Linked DNA regions of Mus musculus: all the other regions are linked to region 2. Evidence: chromatin contacts called from public HiCAR-type, HiChIP or PLAC-seq and promoter capture Hi-C data. All regions are on one chromosome and are shown on one strand. The core of a region is the stretch at or near the end of the contact, and the rest is flanking DNA. Distances in the headings are between cores, read along the strand shown. Region 1 holds the start of Vav1 (vav 1 oncogene). Region 2 holds the start of Ndufa11 (NADH:ubiquinone oxidoreductase subunit A11). Region 3 holds the start of Chaf1a (chromatin assembly factor 1, subunit A (p150)). Region 4 holds the start of Fsd1 (fibronectin type 3 and SPRY domain-containing protein). Region 5 holds the start of Plin5 (perilipin 5).

Region 1 (3,120 bases), core at 566-3,065, 560 kb before region 2:
CTTACATCCCTAGAGAACAAGAGCCTGTGATGCATCTTCTTCTGTCTCACTGAGTTTAAGAACTCTTTGGGGGCCAGAGCCAAGTTCCCAACATTGCTTGACACACACTAAGGCTGCTGTTGGGACACAGCTAGTCCTCTGGGGATTAACACCATGAACACCTGTCCTTCAGAAAAGTCAACCTTAGTTACAATACACAGGGGGGTGGAAGGCCATCCTTGACTCTAACCGTTTTCCCAACAGCTGTGATTGCCACATCATTGGGCACCCTGAGTCCCGCCAGAGCTGGGGCCCAAGAGTCCCATAGCTACTTCCTCAAGCCCTGAAAGCTACTGAAGTTCAAGCAAATGTAGGCAAATCTCTGCTGACCCCTAGCCAGCCAGAGGGACGGTCCATGGGGGACAGTGGGTGCTCTGTTCCCTACTTCCTTCAGAGGACTCACAACAGCTTCAGAGACTGCTGGCTCACTGACAACCCCAGAAATACCCTGGAGACTGCAGCAGGCCATTCTTAAAGTAACTCCCGTCTTCAACTCCATGGGACCCCTCGCATGAAGGGAAGAAACTAGGCTCTGACCCCGTTGCTCATCATTTCTAGGGACAGCCTCCTGGGACTTGGAAAAACAGGCTGTACAGGACTGGCAGACTGAGAGCAAGAGGACAGACAGACAGACAGATGCCCCCTACACCAAGGATGTGTCCTTCAGACCCCATGGCAAGGCCATGTTCCCTTAGATACAACTCATGTCCCTCACACCCCACGGTAAGGCTGTGGATCCCTTTGACTTGAACCTATACCTTTCATTTCTAGGGCTATCAGCCCTCCCCCCGAAACCCAGCATCCCTGGGGAAGCAGAGAAAAGAGTACAAAGCCACCAGTCACCTTTCACCACCACCCCAGCCACATTCAAATAAGGATTTGAATACATTTTCTAGGCTCACCGGGGCATAGTCTGACCATGCCTCCACTTGAAACACGGAGAGTGCACAGATGTCAAACTCAGGGACACCCAGGGCCTTGTTAGGACCCTAGGCCTGGGCCCTGCACTTCAATGGGCCCTTCCCGAAATAGGTAGAGTTGGGATGCCACAGGGTCTCGCATTGCAGCCCCCAACACTCCACGCCACACAGCACAAAGCCCTGGCAGGAAATGGAGGTGAAGGAAGATGTGAGGAGGAGGGGGGCAGAAGAGGTGGAAGAGGAGGAGCCACCGGTGGGGGAGAAACTGAAGGCCTCTCTCTCTTGAATCTGGTTCTCCAACCTCATGCACCCTCTTGGCTAACTACGAGGCAACAAGATACCTCTTAGGACCCCTTTAAATGGATCTCAACAGAGTCAGCTGGGGGCGGGGCGGGATAGGGAGATTTCCCCCTAAATTTGCTGGGACAGCTGCAAGCCAACCAAGAGTGTACAAACCCACCCAGAGCTCCGTTCTGCTCGACACCTCTCCATAGCCAGAGCCGGGCCTACCAGCCTTTATCCAGTCGGGCCCTAGCATCACCCAGCAGACTCACCTGGGACATCTGGGGCCGCAAGTTAACCTCGCGAAGATTAATGGCCTGGGGAAGCAGGTTGTTAAGCAATTGGCACAAGAGGACACCGTCCCGCAGTGCCTGTGCCAGCTCACACACCTGGGCCCCCTCCCAGGTCACACGGTGGCTGGGAGGCAGCACCCGACACTGGATCAGCCAGTGGGTGCACTGTCGCCAGAGCTCCATGGTGGCTGCCGGCCTCTCACTTGGCCCCTCGGGGAGGCCCCGTGCACCCTCGTTCCTTCACCACCGCCGCCGCCTGCCCCAGTGGGGACAACTACAACACCACTTCCTCTTCTGTGACTGTAACTGTCGCCCCGGGGTGGGGGTGGGGAGGAGCTGTGGGGCGGAGGGGGAGCAGCATCTGCAGTTACGCCCTCACAGCTTCCACTCACTGGTGTGACCTCGTCTTTCTCCACCTACACTGAGCAGACCTGGGCACCTGCTGAACTAAGGTGCCACTATCTCATCCAGCCGTAGGCACCTAGGCTGTCACCTCCTGTCTCCTCCTGGTCCCCAGTCTACGGCCCTGATCTCTCACAGCCTTTTGCCCCTGCAGCAGCCAAAAGGGACCACTGAACACTGAGTCAAGTCTCAACCATTCTTCCACCACCCATAACCCTCCTGGTTCAACCTTGCTTTGGGGCCAAAACTCATGTCTTTCCTGCACCCCACAAGGCCCTGTTCACCCTGCCCCAACCCCTGCCAGCCTCTTCTCCTCTCTCTGTTCTTCACTCCCTGACCTCCATCCTGCCCCAGGGCCTTTGCACTTGTGCCCACCACCTGACAGAAGACACTAATTCACTCCATCACTTCTTACATGTTACTTTTTGATTACTGAGTGCTCAGCCATAGATGGGACATCTATACCACCACCAGCCCGAGGCTCAAGGGAGAAGGAACAGAAAGTCGGTAAGAGTCGGGGGCGGGGGATGTGAAATGCTATCTCCAGGGCATACCCATGGCCACTACGCTCATGAACTCCGTGCAGTTATGGTGGCAGCACAAGACAAAGCCAGGAGGGAGCCAACATGCCCACAGGCAGCAGTAATGGATGCAAAGGGTTACAAAAGAGCAAGAAAGTGGGGATAAGGTAAAGAGAGTCCACTCTCATTCGGAGTCAGAGGGGAGTTGAGGGTGGGTAGGACGAAGATAGGTTGTTAACATGTAGGAAACTGCCAACAAATAGAACTATAATAAACATTAGAAAATATATTCTACTTTGAAAGCCATTTCACTTTTATTACATATATATATGTGTGTGTGTGTATATATATACATATGTATGTGTGTATGTGTGAAGGTACATGTGGGGCACAGTACATGTGTGGAGGTCAAAGGTTAACATGGGGGAGTAGGTCCTCTTTTTTTTTTTTTTAAAGATTTATTTATTTATTTATTTATTATATGTAAGTACATTGTAGCTGTCTTCAGACACTTCAGAAGAGGGGGTCAGATCTTGTTACGGATGGTTGTGAGCCACCATGTGGTTGCTGGGATTTGAACTCTGGACCTTCGGAAGAGCAGTCAGGTGCTCTAACCCACTGAGCCATCTCACCAGCCCAAGGGAGTAGGTCCTCTTTCCACCA
Region 2 (2,973 bases), core at 226-2,725:
ATGGCACCTCTGGCAAGGGCCTGCCTACTCTCCACATCTACCCAAGACAGACTCCAGCCAGACACCAAGAGTGCACACAGTCCTCCTCTGGATCAACACCCATGTTCTCTCCATGGCCTCCCTCACAGAGATCTGCCTGCCTTGCCCCCCAAGTTCTGGGCTCAAAGGCATGCACCACCACGACTAGGCTTGTTCTGTCTGTTTTAAAATCCCCCAATCACCTGACCCTACAACACCTGCTTTGTGGGAGCAAAGCCTTGGGTAAACTCATGAATGTGAGGCCTGTGGACACACCAGAAATATATGACTGAATGAGGCCTTGAGGGATAGCATAAGTGAGTGAATGAACTAGGCATGAGGGGGCACCTTAAGAGTCTCAAATGCCAAAGGTAACCCCATGACAGCCTTAAAAGGACATCTGACCTTCCAAACAAGTGTGCCCTATTTGGAATCTTCCAGAATCAGGTCCTCATGATGATGCATACTTTTAATCTGGGAATTCAGGAGGCAGAGGCGGGACACTTTCTTTGAATCCCAAGCCAGCCTGGGTTACATAGGGAGATCATGTCCAAAATAATAGTAAATCATGCTGGAGAGATGGCTCTCTCTCAGTCCTGGAGAAATAGAACAGCCCTTCCACATTACCTGGGTTCAACTCTCAGGCCCCACACGGGCACCTCACAACTGTCTGCAGCTCCAATTCCAGAGAATCGGACACACAAGACATACAGGTAACACACCAATGAGCGTAAGACAAAACTAAATCACTTTAAATCATTTAAAAATAAGAGCAAATTAATAGGTTCCGTGGTGGCGGAAAATAGAAACAAAACAAAACAAAACAAAAATAACAAAAACATCTTCCAGAGGCTAGATTGGGGTGTAGCCCTGTCATCCCAGCACTCGGGCAGCTGAGGCAGGAGGATCATGCAGGCCAGACTGGAGACAGGAGAATCAAGACCTCAAGGCCATCCTCCGCTACACAGAGGGTTTGCAGTCTTGCCAAGGCAACCCTAGAACTTGTCTTCAAAAACTCCGATGACCCGATCACCCCTTAACCCTAAAAACTCCTGACGACGCTGAAATGACCTTCACATTTTCTCCAGCTTTTGCTCCCTGATATTGACCTACGACCTCTGAAGCCCCTAGGCACTGACGAGTCTACGCCCCTCAAAAGTCTCAACCTCTTCCGCCTTTACAGCCATTGCGCCCCGGCGCCCCAGGGACCTCCGCGCGCCCTCTGACCTTTGCTTCCAGACCTCCGCCCTCCGCCCGCCCACCGGCCCGCGCTCACCGCAAATGCCGCCTAAGGCCGTGGTGATGTAGGTCTTGCGATGACACTGGGTGCCGTCGGGGACCTCATGGTAAGATTCAAAGAACCGCTTCACCATCGCCATACCTAGCTGGGCTTGCTCGGCCGACCCTAAAGCGTCTGGGCGAACTCAAGGGTAGCCGGCTAGGTCAACTCTCGCGAGGTTTCCAGCGCGCAACTTTATTGAACGCCTTGGACGCAGACAAGGCGTGCGCGCATGCGCGCAGTGCAGGTTTGTACCGAGGTCTTATTAATCCCGTAGCAAGATCTGTGTCGTGCTCGGTCCACAAGTGAATCTGGACAGAGACGCCCGTGACGTCAGGAAAGGTAAACTGAGGCCATGAAGAAAAACGCCTCCAGCCCTAGCGAAGACGAGGTTTCTAGTACGGAGAATGTTGATAGTGCATCCAAGGATGGGATTGACAGGTCGCAGGACAGCCATTACACTGTCAGGCAGGTCAGCGATCGAAACTAACAGAAGGTAGGACAATCGCAGGGCAGATATTACAGCGCGAGGCTAGTGATACCCTAGTTAGCCGGAGCTGCACGGACGCGGCGGGACACAGCGCAAAAGCGGTTGGCTCGTCAGGGATCCGGACTGTGTAGGGGTGTGGTTTCATGCCCATCTCAATCAGGACCGCGTGTAACTATTTGGGGGCGTGGCCAGGCTGGGGGCAAGGGGACCAATCGTGAGGATTTAGCGTGAGGATTATAATTGACGGAGACCAGGCCCACTCTGCTTTGGTTTTAAGTCCTCGCTGCACTCGCAGGCACAGCCACACTCAGGAGCTGGTCCTGAAAGGGACGTGAACATTGGCTACGGGGCGTGGCCGCACTTAGTCCTGCCCCTGGTAGAAACGTGGCCAATAGTGAGAGCCCAAGAGGAAGCACACGCCTTCCTCCGGGGGGCGTGTCTTTCTTGACGTCACTTCGAAGTTGGGCGGGGCCTCTTGAGAAGGTTTAAATTAATGCAGCGGCAGCCTGGCAGCTGCATGTGAGGGAGGGGGTGGGGGGTGGGGGTCGGGCTCAGGGGCGGGGCTTCTTGCGTTGTGGGCGTGACCCGACAGGGCGGGGTGGGGCCTGCACGGCAGCCGGGGGCCATGTCTGCGCCGCCACCTCTGCAGATCCGGGAGGCGAACGCGCACCTGGCCGCCGTGCACCGACGCGCAGCGGAGCTGGAGAGGCGGCTGCTGGCGGCTGAGCGCACGATTGGTGCGCAGGCCGAGCGCCTGGCCTGCCACGACCAGCACCTGCGCGCCGCCCTGGATGAGCTGGGTCGCGCCAAGGACCGGTGAGGCCCTGGAGGAGGCCCGGCGGACATCCCAAAGGAGGCGGGTGGAAAGGGCTGGGAACCGAGAGCAAAAATTTCCGGAGCACTAAATGCCCGGCATCACAGCACTAGGAGGGCTGAGACTGGAGGATCAGGAGTTCGGGCCATCCTCGACTACATGGGGACTTTAGAGTATAGCCTGGGTTACTTGAGAGCATTTCAAACTGTTAAAATGAAGCCAGCTGTCCCACCCACAAGGCCGAGTCTGCCGGTAGGTGCAAGAGTATTGTGTCTGATGATCGAAGGAAGCTGCTGGGTAGGGGCCCACATCGGTAGACAAAGGCACAGAACACCCCTATATAGAATAGTCAGATCTGTGACAACCATTTGT
Region 3 (3,325 bases), core at 313-2,812, 680 kb after region 2:
TTCCCATACATTTTGCTAATGTTGCATGCAATTCAGACTTAAGCTTTCCTACAACCTCAGCTATCCAGAGTAGAAACAGCCCAGGCACACCAACTTAGAGACTCGGACCCCCAGAACACTCTCCCTTCTTCTCATTTGAATGGAAGGTAACATCACCTCAATTTTCTATTTTAAAAAAAAAAGCCACCCCCCCCCGAAGGACACTTTTTTCTTTAAAAGTTTTATTCCACTTTAATTAATTTATTGGATACAGGCTTGTGGAATTGATTCTCTTCTTCCCAGGATACAATTCAGGTGGTCAGAGGCCAGATCAACCTGAAATTCATCATCCTCCTGCCTCAGCTTCTAGGATGCTGAACTGCAGGTATGAACTGCTACACCAAACTGGTCTTTATTGCCAGAGCAATAGTGTCGGTTTTAAACGTTCCACCTTGGTTAAATAAAAACAATGCTCCATGAGAGTCCAGGAATTGTACGACTATTAATGCCCACATAAAATTCTCAAGCCAGTCAGAACAACAGCTCCAGCCTTCCTGGAATACCAGGCTGTGAAGGGTGTGTGTGTGTGTGTGTGTGTGTGTGTGTGTGTGTGTGTGTGTGTGTATCTTTGATGATCAGAACTGTAAAAGGGGCCAGAGTTATCCCAGAAGTGGATGGAGATTGAGGATGCGGCTCTCCATCCTGAAATTGGCCATCCCCAATTCCCCTCATCTCCGAGCTTGCAGACTAGTGTAATGTACCCAGAAGGGCTGTCTAGTCAGTGGTGCTCAATTGGAGAAATCTTAGTCTATCAGGACCGACCTCGTCTTTTCCAGCCCCTCAATCGTTCAACACACACTGGGGATACAATTTAGCGGGGAATAGGCACCCCACATTTCGGGAAGCCTACCGCATGCTACAAAGACTCCTAACACGTACCCGACTGGTCCATACCACACTCACAAAGGGCCCCTTTTCGGGACCCAGAAAGGGTTCCTGGCTATGCTTTAACCACCCAAACCGACCTTCCTGGACTAGCCCTGCCCCGCAGAGTTGCTGCTACTCTGGTGTCCAGAGCTCAAGTGAGCACGGGCCTCAATTTCCCCGCCCATTGCAAAGGTCCGAACTGCTCTGGAATTCACAAACGCACTTAATAACTTGTACGACTGACTTTTCTTCTCCTTGCCCTCAGTTTCTCCACTTGCTGCTACAAGATCCAATTGATTTCAAGAGGACACAAGCACTCAGGATCCATCAAATCCAACTCGGGGCCTCGGTTTCCCCATTTACTCCAGCTATTTAGGCGACACAAGATGCCTTCGGGAGCTTGCGAAGCTGACTCTTCCCCCTCCCCGAGGCCTCAGTTTCCTAAGAGCCCTCCCTTCTCCTGGTCTCCGCCCCGAGGCCACTTAGGCTTGGATCCGCTCCTTTAGGCAGTTTCACCCACCCGCGGCTGTCCGCGTCGCGGCCTCCGGCTCCTCCAACATCTCCGCGACGGCGGCGGCGGCGGCGGCGGCGGCGGCGGCGGCGGCGGCTCAGGCTTCAGTCGGGCGGCCAGGCTGCACACTCCGCCTCCCACCGGTGTCACTTCTGCTGCCGCCGCGGCCGCCGCGCTCGTATTTGGCGGGAACCGCGGCAACCACCGCGGCCCGCGCGCCGATTGGAGGAGCTTGCGTCACGTGACACCTCAGCCTCCGGAAAAAGAGGTGCACTCAGTACGTCCTCGCGAGAACTTCGGTTTATGTGCTAGAAAATCCCGCGGGAGGCGGATGAAGGCTCCTTTCCGGCGGTTCAGGAGCTGCTGGGAAGATCTGCATTTCTATTGATCCTAAGAAATGTCAATCTAAAATATCAGCGTTTGCACACCCCCCACACCCCTTTTATTGGCTATATGCGTTCCAGGAGGTGGGAAGGGTACGTTTAGATTAGTAGTGACAACTTGAAATTACCCATTGGAAGAGTAATGGGAATTAAGGTATAATAGTGACGGGTTGAAAGTAGCCATTGTAATTAGAGAATTACTTCCTTTAATTTTATTTCTTGCATTAATTTCTCTTTTAACTATAATTTTTTTTCGAGACAGGGTTTCTCTTTGTAGCCCTGGCTGTCCTGGAACTCACTCTGTAGACCAGGCTGGCCTTGAACTCAGAAATCTGCCTACCTCTGTCTCCCAAGTGCTGGGATTAAAGGCGTGTGCCACCATTGCCCGGATATAAACTCTTTCTAAAAATGTTACAGCTGGGCATTTCATTTTTGAAATGATGAACCACTTTTTAATAAATTAACAATTTGCTTTATTTTAAAATTAGGAATGTTTTTCTATTGTAAAATTATAAATCTTTTCAACCATATATTCCTTCTTTTCGTGTAAATTACTTTGAAGAATATTAAATGAAAAAAATTGAGTCTGGTGCTTCATGCTTTTAATCCTAGTACTTGGGATTTACAAGCAGGTGGATCTCTGAGTTCGAGGACAACCTGATCTACATAGCAAGATCCAAGACAGCCAGTGATACGATGTATAAAAAAATGTTTTTCAGCCGGCCTTTAATCCCAGCACTCTGGAGGCAGAGGCAGGTGGATTTCTGAGTTTGAGGCCAGCCTGGTCTGCAGAGTGAGTTCCAGGACAGCCTGGGCTATACAGAGAAACCCTGTCTCAAAAACAACAACAACAACAAAAGAATAATTGCCTCTGTCTTTTGTTTTTGTTTTTAATTTTAAGACAGAATCTCACTATGTAGCCTTGCTGATCTGGAACCCAATCACTAGTTTCTAAATCTTTTCTTGTTGTTGTTGCTGCTGTTGTTAGGTGGAGGAAGAAACCTTTCTTTATCTGCAAACAGCTCGAATGCCTGCAACAGTTTTCTTGAAGCTGTGGCTAGTAAGTGGGTTATTTAGCTAATGAATTAGTTGTATGAATTGCTTTTGGGCCATGGGCTCAGTGAAGGTAAGGAGTGCTCTAGTGTCACGGACCTCATCAAATCTCTGACTTGCTGAAGAATATAATTTGATTGAATTGTGTGGGTCTCGTGGAGCCAATCCTGCTGTCAAGGACCTGTCAGCCCTGTATTTGGGAGGTGAAGGCAGAAAGATTAGGAGTTAAAGGCCACGGTGAGCTAAGTACCAAGTTTGAAGCCAGCCTCCACCATCTCAAAACATATAAAATAAAGAGCACCCTTGAGGGAGTCTTGTGAGTTGCTGGTGGGCGGTGGGCGTGCCAGGAAACCCTGGCTGGCATCCAGTTCTGTTTCGGAAAGGAGACATGGTGTCCCAGGCCTGTTATTGCAGCACTAAGAGAGGAGAGGCCGGTTTATGTTACCCTGTCTCAAAAAAACAAAAGAAACAG
Region 4 (2,897 bases), core at 130-2,629, 730 kb after region 2:
TCCTGGCCTCTCCCCTGCACCCACATCTGCAGACAGGAGCAGACTGTTCACCTCTACATTCAGCAACATCTGCTTCAGGGAGTAGATGAAGGTCTGCGTCTCCTCATTCTTCATGGCCAGGGTAGTGATGATTTTTCTTAGCGCCTCCTGGGGGACAGAAGGAACATGGGGCAGCAGGTTGGGGGAGCGCTGTCCTCCAGGAATACAGGTCTGATGTGAGGCTGTGAGATTCCCATAGTAGAGAAGAAAACTGGAGCCCACAGAGCCTCTCAGGGACAGACTTTGAGCACTGAGCTTATTTGGTTTTGACTTTGGGTGTGTGTGTGTGTGTGTGTGTGTGTGTGTGTGCACATATGTATGCATGCACATGCATGTGGAGGCCAGGGGTCAATGTTGGCTGTCTTCCTCTCTCAATGTCCACCTATTACTTGAGTATGGTTTCTCAGTGAGCCTGGTCTAGGCCAGCTGCCATCGAGCCCCAGGGATCCTCCTGTGTCCGTGTCCCTAGGGCTGGGGCTGTAGTGTATGCAGCTACACACTAAACTAGCTTCCTACGTGGGCGTTGGGAACTTGAACTCAGGTTCTCACATTTGCATAGCAAACACTTTACCCACTGAGACACCTCCACAGCTCCTTGTTCAGTTTTGGAGACAGAGTCTCACTGTGTAGCCTAGGCTAGTCTTGAACTAACATCTACCTCTTGCCTCTACCTCTAGAGGATAGGACACAGGAGTGTACCACCAGCAACCCAGGCCAGTAGGTGCATCTTTAAAGCTGAAGGTGAGCTGCACCGAGAGAGTAGTCTGGGCAAGGCGAGTCCCAGAGTCCAACTGAGTATATGGAGAAACAAACTTCTCCTGGGAGAGGCGTGATAGGCAGGGGTCCGCCTGGGAAGTGGACGGGTTTCACTTGGGCAGCTGGAAGGTCTTGCTTGTGAAGGACTGGGCAAGGAGAGGAGGATCCTCTGGGAAAGCAGGTGGAGGACACCAGAAGCCGGTTCCCACCCAGGGTGGTGGGGCTGGGCCCTGCGTAGCTTGGGTTGGTGACCTGTGGGGTGGATTAGGATCCCAGGCTAGGATGACGAGATGCTGAGGGAGGGCAGGAGCGGGGAGGAGAGGTAGGGGGTCTGCGTGTTAACAGGAGCCGCTGTGCGGGCGGCCCGTGCGGGGGGAGGGGCGCTGCGGCATCACCTGGTCCCCTCCCTGTTCCCAATCCCTGCATTTCTCCAGGTCCTACCCTCTGGTCTTCCATAGTTGCAGCCCCCTGTTGCCTTGGCCTGGCCGCGGGTCCCCTTCAGCTGGTTCTCCAAACCCTTAAAGTTCCTTGGACGCAGACAGCAGCCAACTAGCCTTCCGTGCCCTCGCCGCCTCCGCCGCCGCGCCCCCTGCTCAGCGCTCCATCACTACATGTACTACGCATGCGCGAGCGACCGGCGCTGCTTGGGAAATGTAGTTGTCTTCCTCCGGAGCTTGGGTTATCCCAGTGTAATACTGGGAGGGATGAGGAAGCCCTCAGGCGGAAGGCAGGATATCTGAGTTTGGCCTCTTATCCTGTCTTGTGAACTCAGGACTATCCCTTACTCACCTCAGATTGATCCGGTTTGCTATTCAAATTGGCACCCAGGGTGCCCACCCTTTCCTACCCTGAGAGCTGTCCTTCGGTGGCCCACATGCTTGCCACTTACTGCTTGTACAACCAACCAGAATAGAGCCATTATGGTCGCACAGTGAGACAAGGTCCTATACATCCCCCAAAGCCTCAGATTGTATCTTCCCCTAGAAACCTTTCTACCAGCCCTTGCTCTTCAGGGCTAGACATATTTATCTAAAGAGTTCATCTGCTATTAGCCCGGCAAAGGCTGAGGCAGAGTTTCTCAACCACATTGGGGTCAAATGACTTCTTCACAGGGATCGCCTAAGACCCTTGGAAAACAAAAATATTTACGTTATGATTCATAACAGTAGCAAAATTATGGGTATGAAGTAGCAATGAAAAATTTTATGGGTGGGGGGTCACCACAACATGAGGGACTATATTAAAGGGTTCAAGCATTAGGAAGGTTGAGGACCACCAGCCTGGGGCTTCATCAACCCCAGGGTCTTTAAACACTGCCCTCCCCCCACTCCTAAGAAAATAGGTCATGGTTGTGATTGGGTATGAGACAACTCTCTTGGTCAACTATTACAGTATTGGCCACTGACCCCAGAGTGGGGCTGAGGCTGGAAGTTGACTGTGAGAACCACTCACCACTCAAAGCCTCCGCTTCTGCCCAGACCTTGCAGGTGGCCATGAGAACCTGTAAGAGGCAGACTTGGCCTGGACAGGTTAAGACCACTTCATTCACAGAGAGGTCCTAACCTTCCAGCGGGAATGAAGATGGCATAATTGGCTGGGGATGTCTGTGCACTCACTGCCCACCAGGAGTTACAGCTGCCCTTATGGTTTGACTGAGAACAGGGTGACTTGATTTTCCTACCAGAGGAGGTCTCTCTCTCTAAAGCCCAGACTGGCCTGCAACTCAAGAGACTCCCTGCCTCTGCTTCCCGAGTGCTGGGATTAAAGGTGTGCGCACCACACCCGGCACAATGGCAACAGCGGTGACACTGATGGTTATTACCTGTGTGACCCCAAAGTTACCACAGAATTCTGCTGACATGGCCTAGCCCCATGCCCAGAACTGCAGACTGCAACAAGGGAAAGACTTGAGACCCCGGAACTTAGACAGGGGATTCCTAACTTATGTTGCCCAGGCTGGCCTTATACTCCACGTGTAGCCAAGGCTACCCTGTGTGAAGGTATTAGATTCCTTAGAACTGGAGTTATGGATAGTTGTGAGCTGCCATGTGGGTGCTGGGAGTTGAACCAGGTCCTCTGGAAGAGCAAACAGTGCTCTTTAG
Region 5 (3,123 bases), core at 174-2,673, 600 kb after region 2:
AAATGGGGTCAGAACTGACAGGCTTAACAGCTCTCAGGATTAAACAGCAGATTAAAAATAAGATGGAGGCCAGAGAGACCACCCATGGCTTAACAGCTCAGGCTGGAGTTCCAGTCCCAGCATCCACATGATAGCTCAAGGTCACATGTTACTCCAGTCACAGGGGGTCTGTCAACTTTACTGGCCTCTGTGGGGATCAGGCATCTGTGGATCATGACAGATGGAACATATCAACAAAACACCAGGACACATAGACGTAATAATAATAATAACAAAGGAAGTGGGCCTCAGAAGGCAGTCAGCCGAGCACCCACAGATCTGGGTTCACGCCCAGCACCACATAAACATGTGTGGTGTGGCACATCTGTTGTCTTAGCCACTGGGTGGTGCGTTCAAGGTCATCCTTGGCTATGTGGTTACTTTGAGGCTATCCTGGGCTATATAGTGAGTTCTGGTCAAGTCTTGACTACAGAGAGAGAGTCTGAATCAAACAAAACAAACGGAAAAGACTGAAGAATGAGAAAGTCGCCGGGCGTGGTGGCTCATGCCTTTAATCCCAGCACTTGGGAGGCAGAGGCAAGGTGGATTTCTGAGTTCGAGGCCAACCTGATCTACAAAATGAGTTCCAGGATAGCCAGAGAAAACCTGTCACAAAAAACAAAACAAAACAAAACAAAAAAAAAACAACAAAAGAAGAAGGAGGAGGAGGAGGAGAAAAAAGGAGGAGGAGAAAAAAGAGGAGAAGGAGAAGGAGAAGGAGAAGGAGAAGGAGAAGGAGAAGGAGAAAGAAGAAGAAAAGTCCTCAGTCGCCGGGCGGATTTCTGAGTTCGAGGCCAGCCTGTTCGGTCTACAGAGTGAGTTCCAGGACAGCCAGAGCGATACAGAGAAACCCTGTCTCGAAAAAACCAACCAACCAACCAACCAAAAACCAACCAACCAACCAACCAACCAATCAAACAAACAAACAACAACAACAAAAAGAAAGTCCTCAGTCCTAGTCTGAGGTCAGCCATGGTGACTGGACCAGGATTCAGCGTCCCTGAGCCGCTATGGCAACCATGGCGCCTGTGGGGGGCGGGGAAGCTCCAGATCCACCCCCGGCGGCGCCTCATTGGCTCGCGTGCGGAGGCCCCACCCAGACCTGCTATAAGGACGGAGGGCTGACTCAGGTGGGAGCGCCGGGGGGCGGATACACGCGGGATCTGAGCTCTGCACCCAGGTGAGGGCGCAGGCGAGGGTAGAGGGTGGGGTAGGGATGGCCCTGACCCAAACTCGGCAGGGTGGAAGTGGCGGGGGTGAATGCGAGGAGCCACAGGCACAGCAGGTGGCAGGACCCTTGGCCCAGTGGGCCCGGGCCCAGGACCCAGTTGGGCGGGGCCCAGGCGCAGAGGACAGTGGGACGGCCATGGTGGGGATACATAGGGCATGAGCCCTGAGGTCAGCGTCCCTGTCACCGTGGACAGCTGAGGGTGACCTCGGAGCTCCACGTGCAATCTTTGCCTCAACTTTCCTGCCCGTCAAAGGGATCTGATTCTCTGACCGCTGCCCCCACCTCTGCAACGGGGGCTGGTGTGCGGGTCTGTCCCTACTGGAAATGGACCAGAGAGGTGAAGACACCACCCTAGCGCCACACAGCAGGTAATGACATTTGAACTCATCCTCGTCCCACCAGGGCCCACGCCTGTCCTCCCACAAAGTCATAGATTTTTCATTGTATACCTTCTGTGTGTTGGGCCTTGTACATGCCTTGCTGATGGACCCCAGAATACTCCACAGGGCTGACTCTCAGGGTTTCCCTCTCTTTCTGTGTCTTACCCCCCCCTCCCCCCAGAATGTCCGGTGATCAGACAGCTCAGGACCCTGGATCCAGCCTGGGAGAACTGGACCAGCAGGTAAAGAAGGACGACAGCAGGGGGCTGGGGGGTTCGTGGCTGGGTCCCTGCCCGACCAAGGTCCAGTCCCTTCTCATAGCTCCAGGTGTCACCTATTGTAGTCACTACAGTGATAGCATCAAACTTAGGGTACAATTACACCTGTGGGGAAACTAAGGCCCCAAGCAGTCAGGTCTTTCTCCAGACCTGTGTGCAGGTCACCCAAACAGCCCCCCTTCCCGCCCTGGCCTCATCTGTAGGTCCAGAAGTTGCCCTGTTGCTGTGTGTGTGCTGCATGCTGCAGCCTTTGGTAGGCGACCTGCTTTGTGTCCCCCAGCCTAGCACAATGAAGGGAATCGGGGTATGGCTGTGCCCTGATGTAACTGTTCTCTGCAGAATGTGGTGAATCGAGTGGTGGCTTTGCCCCTGGTCAAGGCCACGTGCACTGCCGTGTCCAGTGCTTACAACTCGGCCAAGGACAGGCACCCGCTGCTGGGCTCCGCCTGCCGCCTTGCTGAGCACTGTGTGTGTAGTGTGACTACCTGTGCCCTGGACCACGCACAGCCACTGCTGGAGCACCTGCAGCCCCAGTGTGAGTCTAAGTCCCTACCATAGTCCCTACCACCTTGGTCTGTAGTCAGTCTCTGCTATCTTCAGAACCAGGTGTCCCTCCCAGGCCCATTCACAAATGCTTCCCCACACCTCTCTTTTTAAAAAATTTCTGAGTTAGGGTTTTGCTCTGTAGCCCAGATTGGCCTGAAATGCTCAGCAATCCTCCTGCCTCAGCCTTCTGAGTGCTGGGATGATGCACCACCACACGGTTTATGCTGTGCTGGGATCGACTCCACACGTAGTGAGTCCAAATCCCTTCTTGGGTCCTCTCTAGGTCCCTAATTCTGTCCACCCCCCTGCCCTTTCCAACCTTCGGGGTCATCCTTGTCTCCTAAGGTCAGGTCACTGGTTCAGAGCTCCCACCTGACTTGACAAGAAACCCTTGACTGACTGTGTGACTGAAGAAGTAGTTCCCTGTGGGCTCCCAACTTTTCTGTTGTTCCCAAGACTCTGAGTCCGGTTGAACTGAGAGACCCAGCAGAGGATGGGAGAAACTGGGCTCAATTGCTAGAATGCCACAGATCCCCTGTGGTCTCACCTTCTCTGCCATGTCCCTCCTGTCAGAAAGCTTCACACCTGCCCACTGCTCTCCCTCTCTCTTCAGTGGCCACAGTGAATGATCTTGCCTGCAGGGGACTAG

Evidence for each region. HiCAR-type assays count read pairs that join an accessible place to other places. HiChIP or PLAC-seq counts read pairs in DNA pulled down with a chosen protein or histone mark. Capture Hi-C pulls out chosen DNA fragments and counts their contacts.
Region 1: a contact with region 2 is called in a promoter capture Hi-C map of adipose tissue, with 2.8 times the contacts expected there. The contact joins the promoter of Vav1 here to the promoter of Ndufa11 in region 2. A contact is called at or near these places in 1 of 484 Hi-C or Micro-C datasets (CD4 T cells), 2 of 115 datasets of contacts at active chromatin or transcription factors (bone marrow-derived macrophages and large pre-B cells) and 1 of 9 other capture datasets (adipose tissue).
Region 3: a contact with region 2 is called in a promoter capture Hi-C map of adipose tissue, with 4 times the contacts expected there. The contact joins the promoter of Chaf1a here to the promoter of Ndufa11 in region 2. A contact is called at or near these places in 9 of 39 promoter capture datasets (the C10 cell line, the HPC-7 cell line, cranial neural crest and 4 more), 3 of 484 Hi-C or Micro-C datasets (B cells, muscle stem cells and regulatory T cells), 4 of 115 datasets of contacts at active chromatin or transcription factors (embryonic stem cells, extraembryonic endoderm stem cells, large pre-B cells and 1 more) and 2 of 9 other capture datasets (adipose tissue and liver).
Region 4: a contact with region 2 is called in a HiCAR-type map of astrocytes, with 2.4 times the contacts expected there. The contact joins the promoter of Fsd1 here to the promoter of Ndufa11 in region 2. A contact is called at or near these places in 1 of 115 datasets of contacts at active chromatin or transcription factors (astrocytes) and 3 of 9 other capture datasets (adipose tissue, liver and pancreatic islet).
Region 5: an H3K4me3 HiChIP or PLAC-seq map of embryonic stem cells shows a contact between it and region 2, with 8 times the contacts expected there. The contact joins the promoter of Plin5 here to the promoter of Ndufa11 in region 2. A contact is called at or near these places in 8 of 39 promoter capture datasets (3T3-L1-derived adipocytes, the C10 cell line, cranial neural crest and 5 more), 1 of 484 Hi-C or Micro-C datasets (embryonic stem cells), 7 of 115 datasets of contacts at active chromatin or transcription factors (astrocytes, bone marrow-derived macrophages, embryonic stem cells and 2 more) and 4 of 9 other capture datasets (adipose tissue, embryonic stem cells, liver and 1 more).

Annotation. Positions count from the first base shown.
Region 1 is chr17:57,277,795-57,280,914 of GRCm38.p6, reverse strand. It overlaps Vav1 (vav 1 oncogene), which reads right to left and starts at 1,815. Exons shown (of 27, transcript NM_011691.4): 1 at 1,514-1,815. The coding sequence starts at 1,717.
Region 2 is chr17:56,716,264-56,719,236 of GRCm38.p6, reverse strand. Ndufa11 (NADH:ubiquinone oxidoreductase subunit A11) reads right to left here and starts at 1,475. Exons shown (of 4, transcript NM_027244.1): 1 at 1,295-1,475. The coding sequence starts at 1,397. Vmac (vimentin-type intermediate filament associated coiled-coil protein) reads left to right here and starts at 2,316. Exons shown (of 2, transcript NM_178926.3): 1 at 2,316-2,603. The coding sequence starts at 2,413.
Region 3 is chr17:56,038,653-56,041,977 of GRCm38.p6, reverse strand. Chaf1a (chromatin assembly factor 1, subunit A (p150)) reads right to left here and starts at 1,562. Exons shown (of 14, transcript NM_013733.3): 1 at 1,427-1,562. The coding sequence starts at 1,466.
Region 4 is chr17:55,984,993-55,987,889 of GRCm38.p6, reverse strand. Fsd1 (fibronectin type 3 and SPRY domain-containing protein) reads right to left here and starts at 1,379. Exons shown (of 13, transcript NM_183178.2): 1 at 1,237-1,379; 2 at 52-147. The coding sequence starts at 1,251.
Region 5 is chr17:56,115,598-56,118,720 of GRCm38.p6, reverse strand. Plin5 (perilipin 5) reads left to right here and starts at 1,423. Exons shown (of 8, transcript NM_001077348.1): 1 at 1,423-1,638; 2 at 1,832-1,892; 3 at 2,268-2,463; 4 at 3,088-3,123. The coding sequence starts at 1,595.